Regions from separate parts of the Mus musculus genome. Here all the other regions are linked to region 2. A link is a contact called in public HiChIP or PLAC-seq data. All regions are on one chromosome and are shown on one strand. The core of a region is the stretch at or near the end of the contact, and the rest is flanking DNA. Distances in the headings are between cores, read along the strand shown.

Region 1 (4,437 bases), core at 1,271-3,770, 410 kb after region 2:
TCATTTCATCCATTTGTTAAGAATTCTAGAGTCAACCTCAGATTCTTTGTTATGTTGTTTACTTTTCTGACTATCTGCCAAGTAAGACCAAAGGGGCGCCCAAAATAATGAAGGTGTGTTTATTTTGATGCAGAGTGGAACTAAATCGGACTACCAAACAAAACAAAGTATCAGCTCCCCAGCTTGTGGAGTCAGCCTGTGCGCTCACGCACACACAAGCACAGAAGTTTTAGGAGAAGCAGCTCGCGGGACGTCTACATTTCGTGCTTTCCTTCAGGACAAACTTGAATCAAGTCTGAAAATCCCAGCGGGCTCTCATTTCCCGGGCTCAGATGCGGAGCTGGAGCACAGGAGCGGGCGCAGATGCAGAGATTGCAGGCGGCTGGCCGCCTTCCCTGCTCCGGCCCCATTGTTTGCCGAAAATGCTGAGGGCAGCAAGTCTGGAGAAGGTTTGGCAGCGGCCGTCAGTCGTAGTAAGTGCGTCACAATAGAGTTTGTAACTCCGAGCGCAGCTCCGCCCGGGTCGAGCGCCCTCGGCCGCAAGGTCCCTCCTGCTGCCTGCCCTGCGCGCCACCCCAAACACTAAACCACTTCTCTCGGGTGCAACCTTGCCGGAATGTGCACACTTCCAAAGAGGGCCTTAAGAGACATCCCTTTGAAAGTTCCACACCTAGCTGCGCGTTCTTGGCAATACCCGGCGCAAGGCTGACTCTTTCCCTCCCCGGGCCACCATGCCGAGACTCACGTCCGCCCCTTCCCTTCCGAGCGCGGCGTGTTGCGCCGATCGAACGACCCCTGCACGTCGCCACCGAGGAGGCAAGGGAAACAAAGCCGGGTCCTGGGCTCCAGGGCCCCGCGCCTGCCCGTCCGCCCTCCGCCACGCTCCGCCGGGGAGCCGAAGGTTTCGCGCGCCGCGCCTCTGGCCCGCGCTGCACCGGCCGCCGCCGGGATCATCCTCCGCCTCCTCCCGCTCCGCCCCTAGCGCGCAGCTCCCGCCGCCGCGCGGGCACCGCCAGCCCTGCGCCCCTGGCGCCGGCTGCCAGTGCTCCCCCATTGGCCCGCGCGCAGTCGCTCCCCATCGTAACCAATGGGCAGAGGCGGTGGGGGCGGCGCCTACGGGTCAGGCAGCCGAAGGCAAGGCGATTGTTGACAAACTCGCCGCCCAGCGCCGCTCAGACTGTGCCGGCCACCGCAGCTCCGGCTGGAACTTAGGGGGCCGGGCAGCTTCGCTTTGCGCCCCGCCCCACCCCTGGGCCAGGCCGGGACGGCGCGCGCTTTGCGGGAATTCCCGCCGCCAGGGCAGCGGGACATTAGAGACAAAGCGAGACACGCACCCCTCGGAGATCCGCGAGGCCACGATCGCACTCCAGGCCATTCCGAGCCAAGTCCCTAATGCCTCCGCAGTCCCCTGAAGAACTTCTCAGCAACTTCACCTGCTGTGTCCCCATGTGCTACCGAGTGCTACCGACACGAACCAAATATGAACGACCATCTCGGGTCTCGGGCATGCACATCCAGACCTCTGCCCCCACTGTTCAGTTAGCCTTCCTCAAGCAGTGCCTGCCCCGTGGGCAATAGGCTTGCGAGCTCAGGGGTCCGCCAGCCTATGCGACTGGGTCCCGGTGCAATCGGGCTAGGAGTAGTCGGCTAGCTGGGGCTTGGAATACGCGTAGCCTAAGTGGTCCTAGGGGGGTTACGGGGTTTCTTGTCTCCTGTAGATACGGTGTTCCTCAATATCCACAGGACGGTCGCAAAAGGAACCGGGCCGCCAGGGACATCCGGAAAGGAAATTGACCACTATGGCCAAACTGACTTGAATGGGTACAAGCAAAGTCTGGGCGCGTGTGATTTTAATACTCAAACCTCCGCAATGAACCCGCGTCAGCGAAGAGTTAAGTCTACCCGCCCGCCGCTACCGCGCGGCTACTTCTCCCGGGCCGTCTGGGTCGCCGCGACGCTTCCCGGCTGGACGCACTACCGGCACCACGAAGCGGGACCTCGGCTCCAAGCCGAGACCACGCGCCCTCCTTGCCCGCGAGAGATGCCTCAGCGGCCCCTCGTGCGGCATTGCGTCCCAACCCAGTCTTCGGCTAAGTGCCCGCAGCTTCAGTGCCGACAACCCTTCCCCAAAAGTGCCTTGGCACGCAGCGACCTCGACCCGACTCCCAGCGTTCGCCTCCTGCAGCCACGCGGGACAAACCAGTGCCTCCACCCGCACGTGCGACACCAGAGACAGATGAAGCCGCTGCGGCGCCTGTCTTCTATCCATCCCCAGCCTGCGCCCCGGGAGTCGCGGAGTGTTTACCTTGCGTTTCTCAGTCCGAGAATCAGAGTCAGACATTGGGTGGACGAGGGCCAGGGGAAGGGCGCCGAGGCGGTGGCGGCGGGAGCAGCGGAGGTGGTGTGAATCCAAGTGGAACACAGCTCGCAGAGCGGCTGCAGGAATCCGGTGACGGCGACGATGGCAAGGACCGCAGAGCTCCAACCAGCTGGTGACCCAGTGCCTGCGGGGAGCGAAGTGAAAGCAGCCTGCTCTTGAGACTCTGCGGTAGTTGAGCCCCCGCCCCCGCGCCCAATCACCGCGGGCTCCGCCCCCGTTTAGTCCGGCCCCCGGCAAGCCGGAAGGTAAGCCCCACCCCCCACGGCCCCCAGGCCGCTGGCGCGTGCAGGCTGCGACAGGTAGTGGGGAGGGTGGCCCCGCCGGCTGTCCTGCAGTTTGCGTGCGCCGCCCACCCCGGCGTGTTTACCCTAGTGTCTTGGCCTGCGGGCAGCTGCATGCTCGCCCATCCTCCACTCAGAATGTACCCGCCCCTCCCCGTCCGCCCGTGGCGGCCACCTCGCAGAGCGGAACTTAGGGGGCGCTCAGGGTACACTGCTCTGTGTCCAGCCCGGCCGCGGGCGCCAGTTGGAAGCCTCAGAAGGCGTCCCTCCGCCCTTGCTTTGCACAGCTTCTCAGCCCCAAACCATGAGGATTAGATTGGTGCAAGGATGGGCACTGGCCTTTGACTGTCCTTTCCTAGAATTCCTGACCTCCGGGGGACTCAGATCAGCAAGATGCTCACCCCTCTTCGTCTGCGCCTCAAGCGAGATTCTTCGTCGCCGCCGCCTTCTGCCTTCTGTCCTCCTTTAGGCTCTCCTTAGTGTTGTGTTTGTGTGTGTGTGCTGTTGTTGTTGTTGTGGTTTATATGTTTGTTTCCCTAGTGCCCAGTTACTTAAGAGGCAGAGGTGGTGGTGAGAAGGACAGTTGAGAGACAAGAGAAGCGGGAAGCTTCAGGGAGCGATGGGCGGGCACGACAAGCATATAAAATAGGGGAATGAGAAAGTTAGCTGGAAAAGAATAACTACAAGGAAAAGGAGGGGGGCTACCAAGGAAAGACGGTTGTGCCATGAGCGGTGTTGGGAGCCTCGAAATGTTTGGGGCTCACAGTGTACGCCAGGAACTGTCTATCCATCGGTCCGCCGATGCTGGCGACCATGGAGCAGCGGAGTTCAGGCCGAGCTGGGAAAACCATAAGGGGGTCGAAAAAAAAATCCCTTGATCTTCCTGAGGCCTTTGTGATTCCAACAGAAGTCTGGAAGTCAATGGCGCCATGTGCATCCCCACCCCCAGCCCCTTCTCTCATAGCGGCGGCCCAAAAAAGCTGCTCTGGAAATGGAACGTCCCACTCCCCACACGAGATTAAGGAAACTCTATTAATGGGCTACCCAACCTGCATCCAGGCTGGCAGTAAGTAGGACGTAGCCTTTTCTTGCAGAACAAGTGTTGCGACCTGCCGTCCCAATCAATGTTGGGCCATCTTGGTCATTTTGGTGTTTGTATGCGGATCTAACGTCACGGTGACACAGCACAGCCCCATGCTAAAGTCTAGCTTCTCAAGTGAATCCTGAGTGAGATCAAAGAAGCCATTGGTTCCCAGGGAAGCTGGGGTGTTCAAGGCAAAGCCTTGCTCCTGCTGGAGGTCAGGGGTGATCGCTACAAGAGCGCACAGGGCAAGGGCGTGGATGAAGTCAAGTACACCGCCGATCCAGGTCTGTCCTGACCAAGGTCTGTGAAGCAGTACTGTGCCTTGGCCACTCGGCATCCCACCCATGCAGCCCAATCTGCTACTGCTACTCTGGGAGTCCAAAGCCAGCAGCAAGTATTCTGCGCCCTCAGCGTGGAGCTAGGCGCCTCATACTTGGACTAGAAAAGAACCATACAGGGGTGGGAGGTGGGGGTGGGGAAGCGCTGGTGTTTCTTTGTAGGAGCAGGCTGCTCTGGAGTCTTCCGATTCTGCAACCCTGGACATGCTAAAAGAAAATATACAGGCACTGGGGAAAGCAACGGGTTGGGCTATGTGCTCTTTTTTAGGTCCTAATTAGGAAGCCGGCCTGGAGGCGGAGGCTCTTGCATCACCAGGGAACAAGGCAGTCAGGGGAGCTTCCACCAAGTGCCTC
Region 2 (4,005 bases), core at 403-2,902:
TACAAGCGGCATTAGCTTCCTTGGACACTATCTACTGACAGTGACTAGGGCCTCAGGTGGTTTTGATGCGAATGCTGAGGTCTAGAATCTTCCAAAGGTTCACTTGTGTTTGAGGAGGTTGATGCTATCAGCTAGGACTTCAGTGGTAGCCAAAGGCCAGATTACGTAGCCTACACCGAATCTTGGCACTGAATGAGGCATGAGGGCCTTAAGATAGATGACCAGGAAACACCCTTGTGAAGGCAGGGGACTCGGGGACCCTCAGTTTGGAACATGTGCTGCTCTGGACTTCAACCAAAGCTCTGGCATTTTCCTGTGCGATACCTTTCATCACGCTGTTTGAAGCCAACAGCATGGCCTGGGGACTTGAAGGGATTGCTCAGCGGCGGACTGTAAGTTTAGCAGGCAGAGAGTCCTGGATTTAATCCGCAGTGCCAATATTTTCTAGAACATTTTCTAGAAAAGTGCTGCCTAGTGAAGTTCCTGGGATTGAATCTGTGCTCTACTAACAAGGCTAGTACTGGTCTGACTTGCCCGGCTGAGCGTGGGATACAGGGGCATTTTACTGTTTAATGTTCAAGAGCTGTCTCTCACCTTTACCAGCTCACATTCCTAGGAGGTGCACAACTCAGGGGAAGTTATTTTAAATGTCACAGCATACAGGAGAAAACTGCCTGCGTTAAACTCTTTTACATGGTTAGTAGGTTTTTAAAAATTCTTTGACAGTTCCACATACATGTGTAATGAATTTTAACTGCTTTGACTACCATTCCCCTCACAGAACCCTTCCCCACTCTCCTCGCCGGACTAGCTGGAACCCTTCTCGTCATCTACCAGTAGTCCGGCGAGGAGAGGTGGAACCTCATGGGTCACTCTTTCTCCTATCCCTGATGAAATGCTGGCAGGACCAGTCTTGGTCAGGACTGGTAGAGAACCACAGCTACAGAGATTTCTGGGCTGTAATGACTAGGTCATGCCCTGGAGATGTCTTCTGGTGTCACATCTCCCAATCCTTTGGCTTTTATCTTCTTTCTGTCTTCTCTCCTATTCAGTCCTGAGCCTTGAGGAGTGTGATGCATTGTCCCACTGAGGGTCAAGCACTTTGTCCTCATCAGTTCTTGTCACTTTAACCAGTTTGCCTAACTGCTGCCCACTAGATGTCCAGTAGATTTAAATTATGAAATTAATAAGTCTTTTTTTGTGTGTGTGATGGACATAAATATTTAAAGATATCTATAATCAAAGGTCCTTTATTGTGATCTTTTTAGGACTACATGTCTAGTATCTGGTTTATGTTTTCTACTTTTGGCCAGGTAGCTGCAGTGACAGGACTTTTGCTATAGGGTTTATCAATGCATAATTGATCTCTAGTTCCCCTGTTCTAATGTGTAGATGGACAGTCAAAGCAATGTCTTTGCTGGGGAAGCAGGGAGTAGCCCAGGTGCCAGCCCGGTGCTGATGCACTTTCTCTACTCCAGGAACCAGATGACAAGGTCTCGCTTGCTCAAGCTGAGCGTCAAGCACACAGATGGCCTTGGTTGTGTTTGCACTGTTGAACATCCTGTTTTCCAGGAATATTTAATGACAGTGGGAAATGTGATCTAACGTGAAGCCCGCTCCATCAGTACTGCAGACTGTGCCCAGGCACTCTGAGTCAGCATGAACAACCACAGGCAGGAAGGGAGCCAACCAGCCAGGGCTACTACCCCAGGATGGCTGTGGAGGAAGAGCCAACAGGAGATACCAGGCCCAGGGAGGTCAGTTAACCCTTTTCTCTGAGCATCCTGGTTGGAGGGAAGGGGAGAAGCGAAGAGCAAGGAGGTTAGGCTGCTAGAGAGAGGACTGGCAAGTATCACTGGCGAAGTTCAAGAGTGCAGATTAATATTTCCATAAGCCGGTCCCATCAGGTCTACCAACCCTGTTAGAGGCAATTGGATGCTGACTCTTCAGGGTCCCCTAAGGTCATGTCTACAATGTCCTTATTTTTATCCTAGAATACTGTATAAAAGAGAACTTGGATGTTACAACCACAGAGTCAGATGAAATGGATCTGCGTGGCCTCAACAGTTGCTCACAGATTCATCGGTTACTATGGCTAATTGTTTCAGCTCCTGCCTGCCTGTTCCTGCCAAACCTCGGAGGAAAACTGTCATTGTATTGGTTTTAAGAAGTGGGGTAGGGCCTGGAGAGATGGCTCAGATGTTATGAGCACTGACTGCTCTTCCAGAGATCCTGAGTTCAATTCCCAGCAACCACATGGTGGCTCACAACCATCTGTAATGGGATCTGATGCCTTCTTCTGGTGTGTCTGAAGACAGCTACAGTGTACTCATATACATAAATAGACACATGGAAATGGGGTAGAGTCAGATGTTGGGGAACATGTCTGTAAATTCAGCACTTGGAAGACAGAGGTGGCAAGATGGAGAAAGTTCAAACTTCCTCAAAGCCAGCCTAGGTTACAACAGTGAGTTCAAGGCCAGCCTGGGCTACAGAGTCTATCTATGGGTATGGGTTATTGAAGGTTAGGTTCCCTCTGTACCCCACCACCTGTTGGTCATTCTGCCATGTTATGATATAGCAGAGGTATTGACTCTTACCAGATGAGCTCCCTCGGTCTTGGACTTCCCAGCTTCCCAAACCACAAGCTAAGGAACTTGTGTTGTTTATAAGTCATTCAGTTTGTGGCTTTCTACTACAGCAGCTGCAAAAGGACTAAGTCCTTGATAAAGAACCTGCTGAGGGTTGGTCCACCTCTGTGGTCTAATTCGTTCCTATGAAGGGAGTCTATCTGTGCAGATGTCTGTGACCTTTGCGATGGGTGTTTTTTCCCCTCCAGCTGTTAGTTTTGATAGAGATGAACTCAGCTTGTCTTCAGAAGAGGGGGAAATGGAAACTCACAAGTCTGGGTCCCAAAGCAACAGATTTCCACATGCTGTGTGGCTACTGCTGCTCCTCTGTCTTGGGATCCATGAGGAGAGAATAAGGGGCCAGTGAGTGCTTCAGCCTCCTCCAGAGTCCTGCGCTCCTGGGGCTTGGCTACTCTAGCAGGGCTTGTCGTGTGAGCAGAAGGTACTCTGACTCTGTGTCTCCTCTCATGCTTGCTCTAACAGTTGATTTGTTGGGGATTGAACCCAAGGTTGCATGCATGATCACATTCTACCACTGAGCTGCAATTGACCCTTCCCTAGTAGCTTCCGTGTCTTGATGTGTAGCTCAGGCTGGCCTTATGCCCTGGATCTTCCTGCCTCAGCTGGACCCATGTGCTGAGATTTCAAGTATGTGCCACCATACCCAGCTAATCATCAGGTTTCTTTCTTTTCTTGCCTGCACCTCTCTCTCTCCTTCTCCCTCTCCCTCTCCATCCCCCTTCCCCCTCCCCCTTCTCTCCTTTTCTTTTTGAGATAGAGTTCCATTTGGCTCCAACCTAGCCTCAGACTCTTTTTTTGTTAACAAGTCTAGCTTTGGATTCCTAATCCTCTTGCCTCCACTTCTCAAGTGCTGGGATTACAGATATGTGTCACCACACCGGACTCTAGGCAGTAATTGATTAATTAATTAATTATGTTTTTTTTTTTCGAGGCAGGGCTTCTCCGTGTAGCCCTAGCTGTCCCGGAATTCACTCTTTAGACTAGGCAGGCCTCAAATTCAGAGATCTCCCTGCCTCTGCCACCCAAGTGCTGGGATAAAGGCATGCGCCACCACCTCCCAGCCTAGGCATCAATTTTTAGTAGGCAGGTTCTTGTCTAAAAAAATTTTTTGGAAAAATTTTATTTTCATCCTTTAAAAAAGAAAGAAAAAGGAGCTGGTGGCTTTGCTCAGTGGGTAAACCCAGTCAGATGACTTGAGTTTGAACCCTGGGACCCTCAGTGGGAAGAGAGAATTGACCCCCATAGGCCATCTTCATCTTCTGGCCTTCATATGCATGCCGTGACCTGGGTATGAGCACATGCACTCACACACACAGGCGCACACACAAATAAATAAATGACTAAAGAAGAAAAA
Region 3 (4,412 bases), core at 303-2,802, 310 kb after region 2:
GAGGTCCCTCCCCCACCCCTTTGGAGCATGTGGCATTACCCTTGGTGTCCATATGCCGTCTGTAAAGTCTTTTGCTTCCCCTAAAAGTTTTGGAGAAATAGACTCTTTTTTGGTTATCTTGAACAGAGCATATGACAGGGCTTAGAGGTCAGAGACAAGATGGAGCCTGTGAGGTTCTCGAGTCTGCCTGGAAACAACCTTAGTTTTTTACATGTATGCTAAGTATCTGAACAAAAGTCCTCTTGCTTCTTCAGCTTGTTTGTTATCTTGTGCCTTTGTTGGTCCTGTTCTGCTATACATTTTAGTGTGTATGCCTCTGTCATATTGGTATATAACAGAGCATGGTGTTACTAGGAAACCTACTCTCAGCCTGTCATACCCCACCTCTTCTCTGCTGCTTCATCCAAGCTGGTCCAGATGATGTCATGAAAGAAGGCAAGGGATGAGCAGATGATGTTTTGTGGAGAACACCTACTGGGATTCCTCATCCTGCCTGTGCTGATCCCGCATGGCCCCTCATGAAACCTCTTCCTGTGTGCCAACCACAGGACCTTGGAAGGAGTCTTCCCTGGGGTTCCTGAGCCCCTTCAGGCCTTCTGGGAAGGTTTGTTTCCTCCCACAAGGAGTTGGAAGAACATCGTGAAAAGCGTCTTGAGTTTGACATAGCTCAGAGAGAGAGCAGAGGATACAAGCCTTTGAGCATGGCCTCAAGTAGCTAGAGAAAGACACACCAATGGAAAAGACTGCCATCCCTGACAGAGTCATTCTTCCACAGTAGCTACTGACAGGGTCAGGAAAAAGCTATGCTGAAACTTGAACCCTTGTACATGGGCACTGGCTTCTGAAATCTCCTAGCATGTTCATAACGATGACCCAAACCCATTGAGCAGTCATCCTTGTATCCTTCAGTCTTAATCGCATCCCCACAAAGGTTAGGCAGGGGTGTAGGGGTGAGAGGGTGGGGGTGTAGGGTCAAGGGATGAGGGTCAGGGGTGGGGCACTACGGTCGGGGATGAGGGGTTGAGTCCTACTGTGGTACTGTTGGGAGATGGTAGCAACTTCCAGGGGCAAAGTTTTGCTTCCTGTTAGTCTCAGTGTCACAGAAGGTGTGCTCTTGAAGGACGAAGTGTGACCTCAGTCCACCCCTCTTTCTATCTTTTCCTTTCTGGCCACTTGGTTGTGCCACCTGCTGCCCATCACTGCGTCTGCCCCTCCCACCAGAGACCTAAAGGCAATGAATCTGCCTGACTCCTGACTGTAACCACTAAACCATGAGTCAAAACCATCCTTCTCTCTTTATAAGTTGATCATCTAAGGCACCGGTTACAGTAGCGGAATGCTAGGGAACTCATTCCTATTGCTGCGTCAAAGAATACTCCGACCCGTCCTGTTGTTGAGCTGGCGTGGCGGGTGGGTGAGGCTTTTGGTGAACATATGTTTTCATTTCATGTGGGAAAATCCCTAGGAGGGCCACTCTGGGTCACAGGGCAGGGTTTATGGATTGTCTTAGCAGTTGCCACATCCTTACTAATATTTAGTCATGCTGGTGATGTTAATTTTTGGTAGGAGTATTGTGGTATCTCATTTGTGGTTTTAATTTTTATTTCCTGGTGAGTACTGGTGAGTGTCTTTGCAGTCCCTGGTGGTCATTTGCATGTCTTTTTGTTGTTGTTTTTGTGTGTGTGTGTGTGTGTGTGTGTGTGTGTGTGTGGTATACAAATTCTCTCATCCAGCTATTTACCTATTTATTTAATTGCTCACATATTCGCATGAGGCTGAAGTTGAACCCTTGGCTTTGCACAGTCTGGGCAGGTGCTATTACCACTGAATTGTATCCACAGCTCTCTGGGTCCTTTCCTTATATAATCTCACATGTCTTAAGCCAACCTTGAACTCACTTCTCTCTTGGTTTATAATTGTGCACTACCCTATCAGGTTCTTTCACCCATTTTTAGTTGAATTGATTATCTTTCATTAGTGAGTTGAAAGAGTTCTTGGTATACCCAGCATATCTGTTCATTTTTAGATTTGTGAATATTTTCTCCCAATCGGTGGCTTGCTTGTTTGTTTGCTTACTGATGTCTTTTTAAGATGTAGTTATTTATTTTTAAAGTGTGTGAGTATTGGCCTGTATGTATGTTCATATATCATGTTTGTGCCTAGAACCTGAGGTAGCCAGGTGAGGGCACTGGGTGCCCTAGAAATGGAGTGACAGATTGTTGTAAGCTGCCATGTGGGCTCTGGGAACCAAACCTGGGTTCTGTGGGAAGCAGCCAGTGCTGTTAAAAGGGCTGAACGTCGTCTCTCCAGCTCTCTTGCTGAGATCCCTTACCAGCAGAAGCTTTCGGCTTTGTTGGAGACAGATGTCTCGGCCATCCTTGGTGATTAGCTCTTCCTGTGACTCCCCCAACATTTGCTTATACCCCAAACTACGAAAATGTTCTCTTACGCTTTTCTCTAAATATGTTATGGCTTTTGTCCCTGGGTCTGTGGTTCATTTCAAGTTAATTTTTGCAAATGAGGAAGAGAGAGAGAGAGAGAGAGAAAGATAAGTGTCTTGTTTGTCTTCAAATAAACACCCAATGAAGGCAGCGCCATTTTTTTTTTTTAGAAGACTTTTCCTTCCCCATAAATCGTTTTGACTTCTTGGACAAACGCAGATGTCCCTGTAAGTGTGAAGTCGTCCCTGGCTCTTGGCTCTTTTCTGTTGGTTATCTGTCAGTCCTTGGCCAGCCAACATCACACACCTGTTTGCACGTTAATCTGGCTACTCCATCTTCTCACGTAATCACTTTTGTTTGTTAATTTTCTGTATTCTCTGTTTTTATGTTATTTGGTTCCACTCTTATTATTTCTTTTTCTTCTACTCAGTGTTTCCTTCCTCCTTACTTCCTCTCGCCTTCCCTCCCTCCCTTCCTTCTTTTTGTTCCGAGTCTTAGAGAGGGCCATTGAAGCACTGCCTTGAAACCTACCTTCTTTGGTATATGAAATTATGAATCTCCTTCCTAACACTGTTTTTACCACAGCTCAACATCTTGATGTTTTATTCCCACGATCATTCTGATCAAAAGTCCGTTTTCCTTGCTGCTTCTGCTTTAGCTCAGGATTACTTAGAAGTCCTGTCTGCCTCTAAACCTCACCATCAGTGACTTCTGGTTTAATGCCCTGTACCCAACAAAAATTCAATACACCAGTACTACCTCTTCAACTTATTGGGACTTATTTTATGGACTCACGTGTAATTTATCTTTTAACTGGAAACATATGGTTTTGTTTTTAATTCATACATAGTAATTGCTCGTATTTTGGGGTGCAGAGTAATATTTCAATTCATATAAATGTTTAATGCTCACATGAGGATATTTGGCATATTTATTTTCTCTAACATTCCGTCTTTTTCTTTGTTATGACCATTCAGAACCCTCTCTAGGAGCCCTTTTGCAACATACAGCCAAGTGTAGCCTACTACGCTGTAGAACACAAGGAGTTATCACTCATGAGCAACTGTGCCCCTTAACCATCACCCTTCCCCAAAGTCTTCTCTAGTCTGTCTTCTGCTTTTGTGAGATCAACAATTTCAGATATTATATAAGTGAGAACATGTACTAATGGTTTTTCTTCATTTTACATTTACCTAATTGTATTTGTGCACACGTGTGTGTCACAGTGTGCATGTGGAAGTCAGAAGTCAGCTGTCAAGAGTTAGTTGTTTTCTTCTACCATGTGGATTCCAGAGATCTAACTCAGGTTGTCAGACTTGGCGGCAAGCACCCCTGCTTCCCGAGCCAGCTCATAGGCCCCTGCATTTGTCCTTCTCACCTATTTCACGTAACACAGTACCCTCTTGACAAGAGCTCCACAGAGCAAGATGCTCTCTAAATGCCAACAGGGCCAAGACATTGGCGAGTTTATGCAAATGCAGATGCCACCACTGATTTGAGACCTAGCCCTTCTATCAATAACAGTGTGAACATCTTAAAACAGGATTGTGCCATTTCCTGATTTTTGAGTTGTGTTGTTTTTTGCTTTGTGTATGTTGAAGATAGTTTCTCAGTACCTACAAACCAGTGATTGTCACTTCTCCTGGATGAGCTGATGCTTATGACATGTCTGCCCCTACTCCATCTGGAACTCATCTCCATCTGAGAGCTCCACAGCCCCACCAGCAACCTTCTTCCTGTTTTCCTAATTCTCTCTCTCTCTCTCTCTCTCTCTCTCTCTCTCTCGCTCTCTCGCTCTCTCGCTCTCGCTCTCTTCCTTTTTAACATTTCTGTCACACATCTTACAGAGACTCTTCTTTCTCCACCTGTACAATCTCCTTTTGGACTGAAGTTTTGCTGTCTTGTTTTCCCTTCCCTTGCCTAGTAAGTAGCTTGCTCTACTGAGGTAGCTGGTTCACTATTCACCTGAGT

Evidence for each region. HiChIP or PLAC-seq counts read pairs in DNA pulled down with a chosen protein or histone mark.
Region 1: a contact with region 2 is called in a FOXA1 HiChIP or PLAC-seq map of pancreatic cancer cells. The contact joins the promoter of Bcl2l11 here to the enhancer-like site in region 2. A contact is called at or near these places in 6 of 39 promoter capture datasets (the 3T3-L1 cell line, the SN4741 cell line, cranial neural crest and 3 more), 2 of 15 datasets of contacts at CTCF or cohesin (both in the NIH/3T3 cell line), 2 of 484 Hi-C or Micro-C datasets (the 3T3-L1 cell line and bone marrow-derived macrophages), 15 of 115 datasets of contacts at active chromatin or transcription factors (the SCID.adh cell line, SST interneurons, acute myeloid leukemia and 10 more) and 1 of 9 other capture datasets (adipose tissue).
Region 3: a FOXA1 HiChIP or PLAC-seq map of pancreatic cancer cells shows a contact between it and region 2. The contact joins two enhancer-like sites. A contact is called at or near these places in 1 of 484 Hi-C or Micro-C datasets (olfactory sensory neurons), 2 of 115 datasets of contacts at active chromatin or transcription factors (acute myeloid leukemia and pancreatic cancer cells) and 1 of 9 other capture datasets (liver).

What each region holds. Positions count from the first base shown.
Region 1 is chr2:128,124,121-128,128,557 of GRCm38.p6, reverse strand. It overlaps Bcl2l11 (BCL2-like 11 (apoptosis facilitator)), which reads right to left and starts at 2,520. Exons shown (of 4, transcript NM_207680.2): 1 at 2,306-2,520. It also overlaps a transcript of Acoxl not described here.
Region 2 is chr2:128,535,233-128,539,237 of GRCm38.p6, reverse strand. The region is part of intron 1 of Gm39928 (a long non-coding RNA gene); the gene reads left to right. Among named protein-coding and RNA genes, the nearest start is that of Gm39928, 12 kb to the left of the region's middle. Within about 2 kb of position 1,652, at least 24 of the 459 cell types and tissues checked have an H3K27ac peak or open chromatin away from gene starts, as enhancers often do. A contact at or near this core is called in the SN4741 cell line, acute myeloid leukemia and pancreatic cancer cells, where this site is marked.
Region 3 is chr2:128,223,756-128,228,167 of GRCm38.p6, reverse strand. No RefSeq gene overlaps it. Among named protein-coding and RNA genes, the nearest start is that of Gm14009, 56 kb to the right of the region's middle. Within about 2 kb of position 1,552, at least 12 of the 459 cell types and tissues checked have an H3K27ac peak or open chromatin away from gene starts, as enhancers often do. A contact at or near this core is called in pancreatic cancer cells, where this site is marked.